2 separate regions of the Pan troglodytes genome follow, and region 1 is linked to region 2. Evidence: chromatin contacts called from public Hi-C data. All regions are on one chromosome and are shown on one strand. The core of a region is the stretch at or near the end of the contact, and the rest is flanking DNA. Distances in the headings are between cores, read along the strand shown.

What was found. A called contact is a pair of places that touch in the nucleus more often than the background predicts.
Region 1: a contact with region 2 is called in a Hi-C map of induced pluripotent stem cells, with 1.7 times the contacts expected there. The contact joins the enhancer-like site here to the promoter of TGM3 in region 2. A contact is called at or near these places in 4 of 7 Hi-C or Micro-C datasets (blood, induced pluripotent stem cells and stem cell-derived neural progenitor cells) and 1 of 1 datasets of contacts at active chromatin or transcription factors (stem cell-derived excitatory neurons).

What each region holds. Positions count from the first base shown.
Region 1 is chr21:8,972,263-8,979,581 of NHGRI_mPanTro3-v2.0_pri, forward strand. It overlaps TGM3 (transglutaminase 3), which reads left to right. Exons shown (of 15, transcript XM_063803236.1): 14 at 3,884-4,017; 15 at 4,461-5,206. The coding sequence ends at 4,608. Among named protein-coding and RNA genes, the nearest start is that of TGM6, 35 kb to the right of the region's middle. Within about 2 kb of position 4,324, at least 1 of the 24 cell types and tissues checked has an H3K27ac peak or open chromatin away from gene starts, as enhancers often do. A contact at or near this core is called in induced pluripotent stem cells, where this site is marked.
Region 2 is chr21:8,841,488-8,849,070 of NHGRI_mPanTro3-v2.0_pri, forward strand. TGM3 (transglutaminase 3) reads left to right here and starts at 2,722. Exons shown (of 15, transcript XM_063803236.1): 1 at 2,722-2,877. All of the region lies in intron 3 of STK35 (serine/threonine kinase 35), which reads left to right.

The DNA.
Region 1 (7,319 bases), core at 3,074-5,573, 130 kb after region 2:
GGCGTCCTGGTACATCACCAGCCAGCAACAGCATCTTCAAAGTGGCTGAGAACAAAGACCCCTCTTTCTCTGCTCATAGGGCTTCCTTTACTTTGCAGCATTCACCCCGAGGCTCCTTCTCAGGAGCCCAGGAAGGTGGGGCTTGCAGGTCTGTGGGAGGCCCCTCGTGCCACTCTGTCTTCCTCAGCACTGGTAGGAGCACCTGTGCGGACTCCAAGCCTGTCCCTCACCCTGTAGCCCCTGTGCCTGATCCCCACAGCCCAGGGTGAAGGGTGCTGGAACCAGGGAGTATAGGTCTCAAGGGTAAAAGGCTGGACAAGGACAGGCAGACAAACGGACAGAGAACATGAGGTTTTCCCTTGGGGCCCGATCAAGAGCCTCATGGGCCAGGCCCTGCCCTCTCTCATCTGCTGTACCCACCGTCTGCCGCAGCTGTCTAGATAGAAATTGCCTTTCCCTGTACAATCACAATGCCACAGGCTTCCCAAGCCCCAGAAACCAGGAAGAGCCAGATAATCATGGCTGCCCTGGCCCGCCCCTCCTTAAGCTGTAAGCTGGCTGCAGGCGTTCCTGACCTCAGAAAGGGCAGGAGGATCTAGGATGCTGGCTCTGATGCGGGGCCTGGTTCTCCCACACAGCTGGCCTGCAATTGCACCCTTTTACTGTCCTGGTTAGTTTGGACTGTGCCTCAGGATGGGGGAGTTGGTCCCCTACCTTAGGGGCTAGAGAGCCAGTGACTGGGCAGCCAGTCTGGGGGCTGAGACGGGCAGTCGTTCAGGCCTTGGGCCATGTAACCAAACGGATCTGGTATTGTATCTAAACCCCTCCATTGATCAGTGGTGACACTGAGCAGGTCCCTTAATCTGAGTCTCAGTTGCTCCAACTCTGTCACTGGGACAATAAATTACTTCCCTTGCAGAGTGTCATTTCCTCAGGGAAGCGTTTCCTGAGCTCCCAAATTAGGCTCCCAAATTCATCTCAATTATACACCCTCAGAACATTCTGTCCTTTTCCTTCAAGGCATTTGTCCCAGCTGGAATATTATCTTTCTTTGTGCAATTATTTGGTTGTGAATCCCTACCCAACCGTAAACTCCATGAGGGCAGGCATTACCTCTGTTCTGAGTTCATCACTGTCTCCCTTAGCACAATGTCTTAGTGGATAGCCACTATTTGTAAAAGAGAAATAGCCCCTTCCTCGGGGCAGGACTGGAACAGATCCCCTTGGCTCTGGACTTGCATTCTTCCCTGCACAGGAAAGTCAGTCCAGGCTTGTGCCCTGCATGTGACAGCCTCTCCTGCTTCACAAGACATTTCTGAGAAACACTCCCCATCTCTCTAGACATGGTGGACAGCAGAGTGCCCATTCCAACTCCTGAGGCTAGAAAATGATACAGGGTGGCTGCCAGTTCAGTTATGAAAACATTCTGTACTAAAGTGATCAGTGTTTAAAAGAAGTTAGTTTTTGGCCAGGCGCAGTGGCTCACTCTTGTAATCCCAGCACATTGGGAAGCTGAGGCGGGTGGAGCACCTGAGGTCAGGAGGTCGAGACCAGCCTGGCCAACATGGTGAAACCCCGTCTCTACTAAAAATATAAAAAATTAGCCAGGCATGGTGGCAGGCACCTATAATCCCAGCTACTTGGGAGGCTGAGGCAGGAGAATTGCTTGAACCCGAGAGGCAGAGGTTGCAGTGAGCCAAGACTGCACTCCAGCCTGGCTGACAGAGTGAGACTCTGTCAAAAAAAAAAAAAAAAATTAGTGTTTTTCCCCAGTGTATTCCCCATTATATTCCCTTATCCAATGTCCTCAAACCTTCTTCCAGCATTATCTTTTATTCAACACTTTTGCTATACATCTTCCAGATTTCCATGGCAAGTCTACTTATCTTTAAGATACTACAATATCTTTAGAAAGGAAATCAGAATATATAAGGCTAGAAATGTGCTATCACTGACTCTTTTTAAAAATTTAGTCTTTTTAAATGACTCCTGATCTTCCTTCTTCGAGGCACGTTCTTTCCTCCACCTAAGCCTTCACCTAATCGAGACATTCTTGTCTCTATTGAACGGATCAGTGCCTAGCTCACTCAGAGCAGGGCACGGATTTTTAAACTGGAGAAGGTGATCTGTATGAAAAGATAATAATTTGGGTAAAACCCCATTATCTAACCTGGTGCTGACTGGCAATTAGCACTGAGGACCTTAGACCACAAAACCAGGCCAAAAACAATCTGAACATTGTTTCCAAAGGGTGATGGCCTCCCAGTTGATCCATCATCTGTGACAAGCAAACTCAGGTTTTTAGTGGCTTTTATCCTTTCCTCTGGGTACATTTACAGAGTTGGGTCAATAGGAGAGAGTGGTAAGTGGCATTAAAAAAAGAAAAAAAAAAGCATGGAAATCTCAAATTAAATATCACCATGAAAAATGTGGCAACATCTGTATAGCTTTCTTATAACCCAATAGCATAAAATTATGCTGCACTCTTCAAATTATGTCATACACTTAAATGAGTTTCATGGAAGAAATGAAAATATAGACCATGATGTCTAAAATGCTTCAATTATTCACAAATTACTGGGAGGTATTGCAGACCTATCAGAAACAGCAAAGGCTTTAGATCCAGCTGGGCTCTGCTGTTTCCTTGTGTGTGAATGTTCCAGGTTATTGAATCAGCCTGAACCTCAGCTCTGTCACTGTAAAATGGTTGCTCTGAGGATTGGTGACAAGAAAAACAAAACACAACAACAACAACAAAACCCAGCAACCTCCAGTCATCTTCAAAAGAAGAAGAAATCCAATAGCCATAAAATGTCCATTTCTATGTCCAAAATGCTTTCTTCCCCATCCTTGATCTCATTTGACCCCTTCTGGGAGGGAAGAGATGATTTTCCTTCTTTACCAGATGAGGAAGTTGAGGCGCAAAGAGATGACTTGTCTGTCCAGAATGAATTACGGCTGTTTCTTGGCAGAAACACAACAGCTTTCATCTTTTGGTCTGAATAAATAGTCCAAATTGTTTTTCTGACCCCAAACCCAGCCTTCACCTGTTCTGATCCCTGAGCAAGGACCGTGTGGTATTAGAGCTCCGCTCAGACTATAAATGGTGCACAGGGAACCTCTGGGCTCTAGAAGTTTAGAAGGACATTGGTAGACTGGGGTGTCAGCAGAGGAGAGTAGCCTGGGTTGAGCTGGGGGGACCCAACCCCTGGAAAAAGAGTTAAAGGAGCTACAGTGTGAGCCAGGGTGTGAGTAGCTGTAGGGCCTGGGGCTGCCCTTTTCAACACCTGTGGGGCCTCCCAGAGACGGAGGTTCAAGCTTTAAGGGAAGAAACAGGACCCATAAGCAGGAAAGCCAAGGAAAGTAATATTAAATCCAGCAAGTGGCTGGGCACGGTGACTCACATCTGTAATCCCAGTGCTTTGGGAGGCCAAGGCAGGAAGATCACTTGAGGCCAGGAGTTCGAGGCCAGCCTGGGCAACACAGCAACACCCTGTCCTTGCAAAAAATAAATTCAGCATGAAAAATGTCCTGACCCTCACAGAGCCCACAGTGGGGTTGGGCTGTCCTGGGAAGCAGGGTCTGAACTGGAGTCGGGGCAGGGAAGTAACAGTGTTGTTGGCTGCTGCAGGGGGCCCCTTCCCCCTCAAAGCTGAGGTTCTCATCCACAGCACAGGATAATGTCCTGGGACCATCCTGTGTATTGGGGGGCAGGGGGCATCAGACACAATGTGCCTGGCACCTAGGAGGGCTAAATGGTCTCCCCTTCTTCATCCTCAGTGACATCACCCTCTTCACTCAGTCACCCTGCCCAGCCCTCACCAAGGTGCAGGCAGGGGCTGAGCAGCTGGAGTCCTGACTCGGCAGCCCCTCTCCCCTGTAGGTGCTGAACGAGGCTCGTGTGCGGAAGCCTGTGAACGTGCAGATGCTCTTCTCCAATCCACTGGATGAGCCGGTGAGGGACTGCGTGCTGATGGTGGAGGGAAGCGGCCTGCTGTTGGGTAACCTGAAGATCGAGTGAGTCCTGGGCCTAAGTGGCCGGTGCGGGAGGGCGGGACGGGGCGGGGGCGCCCTCCAGATCCTGTGGGTGGGACAGACAGAGCTCCCTCTGACCTTGGGTTCTTTACTCTTTTGGGGGTCTTGGAACTCTAGAATCTGCTTTTGCATTTGGTTTGGGGGTTCACCAAACTTGAACTCCTGAGAAGTCCAGGTCACCAGAGCTAAGAGCTGGCCTTCAGGGCTTAGAATATTTGAGAGATCATGGGACCCCCTCCTGCTTCCCCTGCTGAAGTGTTCCAGGGCTGGAGGGGCCCCGTAACCCAGAGAGACAGCTAGAGGGAGCTAAAGAAGCAGTGGCCTTGCCCAGCCTCCATCAGAACAGGACAGGAGGTCACAGGAGGCCCGTCCAGCCCAAGGTCTGTGTGTCTCATATCAACACTGATCTGTGCCCTCCGCATCAGCGTGCCGACCCTAGGGCCCAAGGAGCGGTCCCGGGTCCGTTTTGATATCCTGCCCACCCGGAGTGGCACCAAGCAACTGCTCGCCGACTTCTCCTGCAACAAGTTCCCTGCAATCAAGGCCATGTTGTCCATTGATGTAGCCGAATGAAGGGCCCTGGTGGCCTCCCGTACAAACTTGGATAACACGGAGCAGGGAGAGCTCACCGTGGAATGAACCCCCCGCCCATGCTGTCCAGCCTGGGAAACCCTCTCCATCTCCCAAGGCTGCCAGACATGGACCTCCAGGCTCCAGCACATCCCCCTCTCCTCTCCCCCAGGTTGGGGCTGGGTCCACCCTGTCCTATGACTTGATCACTTTTGCACATTCCCTGGCCGCTTCTCCCCAGGGCTGCCTGCTCTGTGAGCCCCACAGCCCTGCTCATTCCTCACGCCCTTCAATGCTGCAGGATGGACTGGCCCCTGACCCAGGGACTCTCCAAACGGGATACAGGAGAGAAGCTGGTCTAGACTGTTTGCTGATCCCCAACCTGCACGGGGCATTCCTGCTTCTCTCTCAGGCCACCACAGAGGGCAGGGGATGGTTAGCCACCTGCCCCAGCACTCACACCCTAACTCAAAATAAATGTTAAATAAGTGCGATCACACAGCACCGACTCTACCTGACTGCTGTTGCACCTAAGATGGTGAAGGAGAGAGGAGGCTGTGGCCGTGACCTTCTGGAGCAGGGAATAAATTTGAGGAGGCCATGTTCTCTGTGTTTCAATGTCCAAAGGGAGTGGGCTTGATCTGCAAGGCTATAGGTGCAAAACTAGGGAAACATTTCAAGCCAGTTTAGGAAAACTTTCTAACATGATGTCCAAAAATAGATGAGGCTGCCTTGGGAGGTAGCTCCTGGTCACAGAAGGCTTCAAACATTCTCTGTGTGGTTGGGCAAACTTTTCAGGCCTCTCTACATGCATCAGAGTGAGAGGGGACTTCACAGTTTTTGCTGGAACCCTCTGGCAGAGCTGGTTCCGGGGGTGGCCCAGCCTCTGCTCACACGGGGCTCCACGCTCCTCTTGTGGCCAGGAGCAAATGCGTGCTTCCGCCAGCCACAGCGCTGTTAACTCAACCTGAACCTTCTCTGCCTTTATACACACTCTGATGGTTCCTCAGCCTTTGTCCCTTAAAATAACCTCAAGCAAATCCCATTAGCTTTCCTGTCGCTTGTGCTGACTAATCCCATTTTGACAACTCTGCCTCATTTTCTGAACTCAGGAGACAAGTAGAATCTAAATAGAAACCTCAACCTCACATCCAGCTCAAAGCTTCTCCCCTGGGTGCAGCGCAGGCCTTACTCACGCCTGCAGAGCAGGCACTGTCCATCTCTCACCTTCCTTCCCTTCCTTCCCCGAACTGGGGAGTTGCTTGATCCCTCAGAGTTGGAGCAGAGAGAGAAGAAGAAAAGTGACAGTCGTCTGTATCACTGGTGCTGATGTAATGCAGCCAATGATGGTCTCTGTGTCGCCAGTGTTTAAATGCAGGCTTTCTGTACTGCTTGTTGCCTGAGCCCAGGAGTTCAAGGCTGCGGTGAGCTATGATTGTGTCACTGTACTTCAGCTTGAATGACACAGTAAGACCCCATCTCTTAAAAAAAAAGCAGTCAGTAAATTAGGGATTTGGGGTTGAATCACTTACCATCCAGCTGCCTTGAACCCATCCTCATCCCATATTATCCCAGGCAATATGGATTGGGTACATCTGGGTGGATGCCCTCAAACATTTTGACTTCCAAACTCCTCTGGACCCTCAGAGCCCATAGACAGGCCTGGCCTCCTTCCTATTAAGATCCAGTAACTTCTCTCCCCACCTCCTATCCCATATGGGAAGACACTGAAGAATTCTCTCCCCTGCAGCAGGGGCCCTACTCAGGATTTATTTCTGCCTCTTCTCTTGGCCTCCAGGCTGATGTCATGTTAAGTTGCAGCATAACTCAGTTGGGGATGTGCCATATGTGATAAAGAAATAAAGGGACTATAGTCCAAAGGATCCAAAAAACTAGGATCATGTGACAGCAGGATCACGGGAGAACTCTGGGAGTGGATTTGAGGGTGCTTAATCAAGGAAGCCGTAACAGGAGCCTAAACAATGAAGAATTTATTGACTTGGGGCCATTCTTTTGTGATACGAGATTTAACACCCAGGTGAGGATCCTGAGAGCTGGTGCAAACTGGCTTAGTGGCTCCAAACATCTGGAAGAAGTGATGACTTATGCTAAGTACAGTTGACATGGCTGAATTCCTATGCTGCATGATAGAGGAAAGAATTAAAAGGCTCAGGGAAATGGCGCGTGCTGGGGTTGACATATTATGAGGGGCCAGGAGACATCTTCCAAAGGATTGTGTTCCCTCAGAGGGCCCAGGGGACCCACCCACCATTCACCAAGGCCATCAGAAATGAGTAGTGACAGAGGCATCAACATCACTAAGAAATTCAGTGGTGGCATCCTCTACATTTAAAGCAAAAATAATAGCAACATTGTAGAAGTAAAATGTATGAAAATAATAACACAATGGCCAGGAAGGAAAAAAAATACACTGATGTAAATTTCTTGTATAATACATGAAGTAATAAAATGTTAATTGAAGATAGACTGTGACAAGTTAAAGATCTGTATTATAAACCTAAAGAAACCAGTAAAAGAAAAGAAGGCCGGCGTGGTGGCTCAAACCTGCAATCTCAGCACTTTGGGAGGCCAAGATGGGTAGATCACTTGAGGCCAAGAGTTCAAGACCAGCCTGGCCAAAATGGTGAAACCCCATTTCTACTTAAAAAAAAAAAAAAAAATTATCCAGGCGTGGTGGCACATGCCTGTAGTCC
Region 2 (7,583 bases), core at 1,472-3,971:
TAGACTGTGAATTACTTTCATGGCAGGACCTGTGTTCCCAGTGCCTGGTAAAGGGCATGGTGCACACAGTAAGCCTGCCAGTTGAAGCAGATCATTTTTACTTTGCTATGTATCCAGGTCCTACATCACTGCCCTACTGAAGGTTCTTGAGTCAAGAAGCAGATGAAAAAATTATCAACCTTCTGTCTGATTCATAATGACTATCACCGGTAGTCATTTATTTTGTATGATTTGTCTACAAATCATACAAAATAAAATTGACAGTGGTTAAGATGGCACCTGTGAAATTTGTTATGAAAAGAACTCAGAAGACTCACATCTTAAAGGTAACACTGGAAATTACAAGAAGCAAAGGAAATCAGATCTGGTTGAAATAATCAATGCAAACTAAAACAGACTGCCCATGTAAAATTTGCTTCTTACAAAACATTTGTAGAGGACTGCCATTGACAGATTTTTGGACCCACAAAATTTTGCCAAAGGAAATGGAACTATGGCGGCTGGGCATGGTGGCTCATGCCTGTAATCCCAGCACTTTGGGAGGCCAAGGCAGGCAGATCCCTTGAGCCCAGGAGTTCGAGATCAGCCTGGGCAACATAGTGAAAGCCTGTCTCCAAAAATGAAAATCAGCCAGGCGGGGTGGTGCATGCCAGTAGTCCCAGCTAGTTGGGAGGCTGAGGTGGGAAGACTGCTTGAGCCTGAAAGTTGACACTGCAGTGAGCCCTGATGGTGCCACTGCACTACAGCTTGGGCAAGAGGGTGAGACCGTGTCTTAGAAAGAAAAGAAAATAGAACTTGCTAGTGTCAATGCCTTTTAGCCAAAGACCACCGGGACACACCTATAGTTGAACAAGTTGGGTTGCACTGAGGGAGAGTACATACCATGACAGAACTATGGGCGGGTATCTTCGAAAAGAGGTGTTATAAAGAACCTATTACTGGGTTTCAGCTTTTATTGGTAATTTAAGGAGGGCCTATGGAAGTTGGATTCGCCCTAGACTGGAAGTGGTCAGGAAGCAGGAGCCAATTCCATGATTGGGTATCTCAATAAATCTAATCTATAGAGAAGGCAAACTAGAAGAAAGATAAAACTGTAATTAGTTAGCAGGGGGCCGGGCACGGTGGCTCACGCCTGTAATCCCAGCACTTTGGGAGGCTGAGGCAGGCAGATCATGAGGTCAGGAAATCGAGACCATCCTGGCTAACACAGTGAAACCCCATCTCTACTAAAAATACAAAAAATTAGCTGGGCGTGGTGGTGGGCACCTGTAGTCCCAGCTACTTGGGAGGCTGAGGCAGGAGAATGGCGTGAACCTGGGAGGCGGAGCTTGCAGTGAGCCGAGATCCTGCCACTGCACTCCAGCCTGGGCGACAGAGCGAGACTCTGACTCAAAAAAAAAAAAAAAAAAGAGAGAGAGAGAAAAGAAGTAGCAGTCACTCATTTTCTCCAAGACGGGTGTTTGGTATTTTGTGAGTGGCACAGTGACCGTGTTTTTGTCTGTGCTTAGACAAAATTTCAAAGTAGATTTGCTATGTCTCACTTTATCAGGCTCTCTGTAACCATATGTGAGGTTGTTATTTTGTGACGCTACGTACAATAGGAGGATAACATGGTGGAGCTGTGATGCCAGGCTAGCTTCTGAATGTCGGGGTTGCCTTTTTTTTTCCTTTTTCAATAACATGAGCATGAAATACAAAATATCACAACGATGGAAACCAAAGTAAAATTCGACATACAAATTTTAAAGAAGTAAAATCTTTATCATGAAATTTATATGTAAAAGAATCACTCAGTAAAGACAATTTCCATAAAATAAAAATGGATATGGATACTATTTAACTATGTTGTATTTAAAAAAACTGATCAAAGAATTGGTTTAATGGAAAATGCTCTGGAAAATTCTTTTGCAACAGTTCATCACTGTTGATATAATCCTAATTAAAATTATCGGACTCCAGTTTTGGTGGAGATGTAAATTTGCTAGTGTCTTTGAAGAGCAATTTAGTCATATTCATGAAAATTAAAATTGCATCTGGTCTTTGACATAGAAATTTTACTTCTGGAAATTTACAGAAAAAGTTGCACGTGTGCACGTACATACAAGGATATTACCACGCTACTCTAGTATTTTTTGTAGTAACAAAGACTGAACAAACATTAATGTCCTCCAGTAAGAAGCTGATTAAAATTCAGTATGAGACATCCATTGTACCCAAAGCTAGGTGGCCTTAAAAAGGTCAGAGTCGCTCAGCGACAGGGCTCGGCCCACCCTCGTGCAAACCCACCCCGCGGTGTGAGGCCAGGAGGGTGCGGTCACGAGGCGCCCAGGAAGTGTGTCCAATGCCTGAAGCAGCCCCCACCCCGGCGGTCCCGAGTCTGGGTCGCGCTCTGGTGTATCTCTTTTGACGTCTACTACCCACAGCCTGGTGCAGGAGAGTGGCGACGGCGAGGAGCAACTGCACGCGACTTGGGACCTTGCCCTGCTCCGCGGCCCGCGTCACCATGGCAACTGCAGGCAGCCGGCACTGACGGCGGGAAAATGAGGACCGGAGCCGGGTTACAGCCTTGGACTTCGAGCAGCCCAGGGAGAGTCTCTGCGTCCTCCAGCCCCCGCTTCCCTTCATGTCGGAGATCCCAAGCCCGCAGCGAAGTCCGCAAAGAGCTTTCCCCGACGCCTACGAGACCGGAAGTGCCTGGGCCCAGGTGGAGGAAGGACCCGCGCGGCCTCCTCCGCGCTCTCCCTGGGGTCCGTGCTCCTTCCGGCGTTTCTCCCGCGTCCTTCACCATGGCAACTCGGGCGTTGGGAGCGCGGGCTGCGAGCCGAGTGGGTGGGGAGCCGCTGGGCTCTATCCGCCAGCCCACGAGAAGTGACGAAGGTGAGGGGAGGCCGCAGGGACCTGAGGGCGGAGAGAGGAATTCAGAAAGTGCCGGGCGGCGGCTTCCGTTTCCTCTGCGGGGTCTCTGGGTGGTCGTGGCTGGGAGCTGCCGGGGCCCGGTGGCCGCGCGCCTCTGCTCCGGGCAAGCTCTCCCTGCAAGGCCCGGGCGGCGGCAGGGGGCAGTAGCGGCCCGCGATGCTCGGAGGCTCGCTGGCACGGAGCTCCCGGGCTGGGGCGTCCAGATCTGGAGAAGCCGAGGGCCTTGGTCACACTCAGAGCTGACGTCCAGTGCGGCCCTTGCTGAGGACTCGAGCGAACAGATCTCTACCCAGCCCCCGCCCCACGCGCACCCAGCCTGGGTCAGCGCGCCCTGCCCTCAGCCACGCAGCTGGTGGCTAAGCGCGGGCTCCGGGTTCAGGCTGCCTTGAGCTCTGTTGGTTCCCTCTGAAAGTGGTGATAATGATAGCAGGTATCTTGGGATTGCTTTGAGTATTAAACGACTTAATTGTACTTAGTACAATTTCTGGACTTAGTTTCTAGCACGTGGCAAGTGCTCATGGGCTTGCCTGGGGCAACTTAGTTGACCTCTCAACCTTGCCTCATTAAAAAGTGGGGATAATAATAGTACCCACTTAATATCGTTATAATAATTATAGTAGTTAATATTTGTAAAGTCTCTTGCCTTCAAGAACTTAGGACATTAAAAAAAAGATTGTGAAGTCCCTAGAATGGTGCCAGGCACATAGTAAGCTGCCTCTATTATTACCATGGTCATATTGTTGTTATCACTATGTTAAATAAAATTTATAAGAGGCTATTGGTTTGGACTGAGCTCCTGCACTATGCCCAACAGATCAACCCAACATGGAGTCACTTATGCTGAAGTTCCATGCCACCAAGCTGAAACTAAGTTGCTTATTTGACTTTCCTAGAAATCAGGAGAGAGAGACAGTTAATATAGCCAAATCCCCAAATAAACCAGCTTTAGCTGGCATGATGAGGAAGTCCTCTCTGCTTTAACCTTTACAAGGAAAATAACTTTGAAACAACCAATTCGCTTTTGTTCTGTGTTTCTGCTTTCTTCAGCCCTTTTCTGTCTATAAAGCCAGCCTCCTCAGCTCAGCTCATCAGAGCACTCATTCTGTTTTATAGAACGAGGCATCAGCTGATTCTAGAATGCAAATATAAGCCAATTAAGATTTTAAACTAAATTTCTTGTAATTTTTGTCTTTTGACAACTATTATCGTCTGTTTGCCTTGTGAGGTTGGAAAGGATTGCACTTGTCCTGCTACAAGGACTCTTAGCCTCTGGCTGGATTACAGAAACATTTGCCTGCATTTCTCCTTTTATTTCCCAAAGTTTTTCAGCCTCTTACGTGGTTCTGTAGAAGAGGCAGGATCGTGTCCTTAAAAGACTACTGGGCTGTGAGTCAGGTGGATTTTGGTCTTGATAATGCTACTTGGGCAGGTCACTGTTTCCTCATCCATCTGTAAGCCTCTTTCAACAAAGGGTAGCTGGTATTATCTATTACGCATGTTTAGCCTTTCTGGTAAGGTAATATATTTAGTAAAACTAAATTAGCATCTGTCAGCAACTCTCCAGGGTAGTAAGAGAAGGTGGCAGGTGCTTTGAGGAAGTTACAGATGAGAAGCTATGGGATTCTGAGAAGGGAGAGTAAGCTTCTTAATTTATACTTTAATTTCTAATAAGTAGAAATGTCAAGATGTACGGGGGTCAAATGAGAATGATTCTACCCCTCCACCCCACTAAAAAGTCTGGGAAAGTGAATTTTCCCCTCTGAGGCCTTCTTATTTCTCAGTTGGAAATAAAATGTATGTTGGCAGCTACATTCATTATTGCTTGCAGTGTAATCCGGCCCCTGTTATGGATTCCCAGACTTGGGCTCCTGGACTGACTTCTTCCATTGGCAAGAACATCATGTTCACCATATTCTTCTCTTTCTCTCTCTCTCTCTTTTTTTGAGACAGTCTCGCTCTGTCACCCAGGCCGGAGTGCAGTGGCATGATCTTGGCTTACTGCAACCTGCAACCTCTGCCTCCCCGGCTCAAGCAACTCTTGTGCCTCAGCTTCCCAAGTAGTTACAGGCATGCACCACCATGACCGGCTAAATTTTTGTATTTTTTAGTAGAGATGGGGTTTCACCATGTTGGCCAGTCTGGTCTTGAACTTCTAATCTCAAATCTGCCCGCCTTGGCTGCTTCCCAAAGTGCCAGGATTGCAGGTGTGAGCCACTGTGCCTGGCCCTTTGTTTTTTGTTTGTTTGTTTTTGAGACAGGGTCTCACCCTGTTGTCCAGGCTGGAGTGCAGTGGCACAGTCACAGCTCACTGTAGCCTCGTCCTCTAGAGCTCAAGTGATCCTTTCACCTCAACCTCGCTAGTAGCTGGGACCACAGGCGCACACAACCATGCCCAGCTAATTATATTTTCATTTTTTGTAGGAACGGGTGGGGTGTCTCTATGTAGCCCAGGCTGGTCTTGAACTCCTGGGCTCAAGGGATTTTCCCTCCTTGGCTTCCCAAAGTGCTGGAATTACAGACATAAACCGCTGCACCTGGCCTTCTTTCTGTTCTCAGAAACCCTCCCTTCACTCACCAGAGTGTAAGGTCCCTATTTATCCTACTTAGGTTAATGCACTAGGTTAGAGTAAGCAGTGTTTCCTAGCAGTTATGGGCATTGGCTTTTATAGTCAGGGGATTTGAGCCCTGCTGTGATTTTGAATCAATGTCTGAGCCTCAGTTTCTTCATCTTCAAAACAAGGACAGTAAAACCCCGGGATGTTGTGATGATAGCGTGAGATCTTGCACTTAAAGAATCCAGCATGGCCGGGCATGGTGGCTCACACCTGTAATCCTAGCACTTTTGGAGGCCGAGGCAGGCAGATCATGAGGTCAGGAGTTCAAGACCAGCCTGACCAACATGATGAAACCCCGTCTCTACTAAAAATACAAAAATTACCCGGGCGTGGTGGTGCAGATCTGTAATCTCAGCTACTCAGGAGACTGAGGCAGGAGAATCACTTGAACCCAGGAGGCGGAGGTTGCAGTGAGCTGAGATCGTGCCATTGCACTCCAGCCTGCATGACAGAGAGAGACTCTGACTCAAAAACAAAAAATAAAAAACAAACAAATAAAAAAAGAATCCAGCGGTACCTGCTAGGACAAGTGCTCAAAAAAAAATGTTGGCTGCTCTTCTTAAAAATATACATAAATAAATATGGGGTCTTACTGTGTTGCCCAGGCTGGTCTCAAACTCCTGGCCTGAAGCCATCCTCCTGCCCCGGCCTTCCAAAGTGCTGGGATTACAGGCGTGTGCCACCACACCCAGCTGGCTGCTCTTTTTTAGCACTGTCATCATGGTTATTACATTGTTAGTTCACAAAAGGCAGGGTGATTTTTGTAGTCTTTTTCTTCTCTTTATTGCCTGGCAGATCTCTTTATTGCCAGCAAATGTTTGTTGAGTGAATGAGTGAATCCACCCAGGAAGCTCTAGTAGCAGTGAATTTCACATTGCCCTGACTAATAGCAGCTCTGCGCCAGAAACCATATTCAGTCCCATTACCTTGTTGAATCCTCAAGTTTGATGACTTTGTCTAGCCTTCCAATTTGGCTCCTGAAGCATTGGTGTCATTGATTCACAGTCCAGAAGCTGGGAGTAATGTCTGCTGCAGATTTCTGTATTGTTTCCGTAATGAAGCTGACAGCAGCATAATATCCGTAGCCTGTGCTAAGATAGGAGTTGGGTGTCATGCTGACGTCAGGCAGTGTGTTCTCATCTCCCCAAGGATGAGCTGGCTTCCTTGATGCAGTTTCCTCATCTCATTAGTGCATTGCTTGACATTACACTTCTGAAACAGCAGGGCTCAATCAGAGTTTAGCACTGCAACTCTATCAGGGTGATAATGTCACAGGGCATCAGATTCCTTCTTTTGTCCCTCTGTGGCCACTTCCAGAGAAGTGTAGCAGCTGTAGGGGAAGGACAGACCAGGGAAGGTCTTTTTGCTTCTTCTGATCCACTCACTGTATTTGAGTTTTGGGTTAGAGAAGCCTTTAGAAACCTCTAATTTAGTACTTTTTAAATACTGTTCTGTGGGGGTTTTAGAATTCGTAGGACTCCCTCATCCTGCCAGGAGCTGTTTCTGGGGAGAATAACTACCTAAACAGGTAGAACTTGGAGCATCCTACCTCTGGTTCAACCAAAGTGAGCCCTGTGACATCTCTGGAACACTGAAGAACAAATTTCTTTTTATTCCTCAGTAGAGACTCTGAAAGCCAGTCAGCAACATTGTTGGACTTTGAGCAAGCTATTTATGCATTTGCAGTGTTTATTCATTGATTCAGCACATTCTCTGACACTTTACTAGGGGGCTGGGGATAGAGCAAGAAACAAAATAAAGATCCTGCCATCAAAGAGCTTACATTCTAGTAGGAGGAGACAGACAGTAAAATATGTGCCATGCAGGGCCTCTCCAAGGATGTAGAATGAACAGACGGCTGAAGGAAGTGAGGGCTGATAAATGGTGGAAAAATGTTCTAAGCAGAAGAAATAGCTGTGCAGAGTCTCTGAGGTAGGATGCCAGAGCAGCTGGAGAGGAGGGAATGATAGAGCCAGTGGAGGTAGACAAGAGGCTGAGGTCTAGATTACCAGGATCTTGGAGCCATGGAAAGCACTTTAGATTTTACTCAGA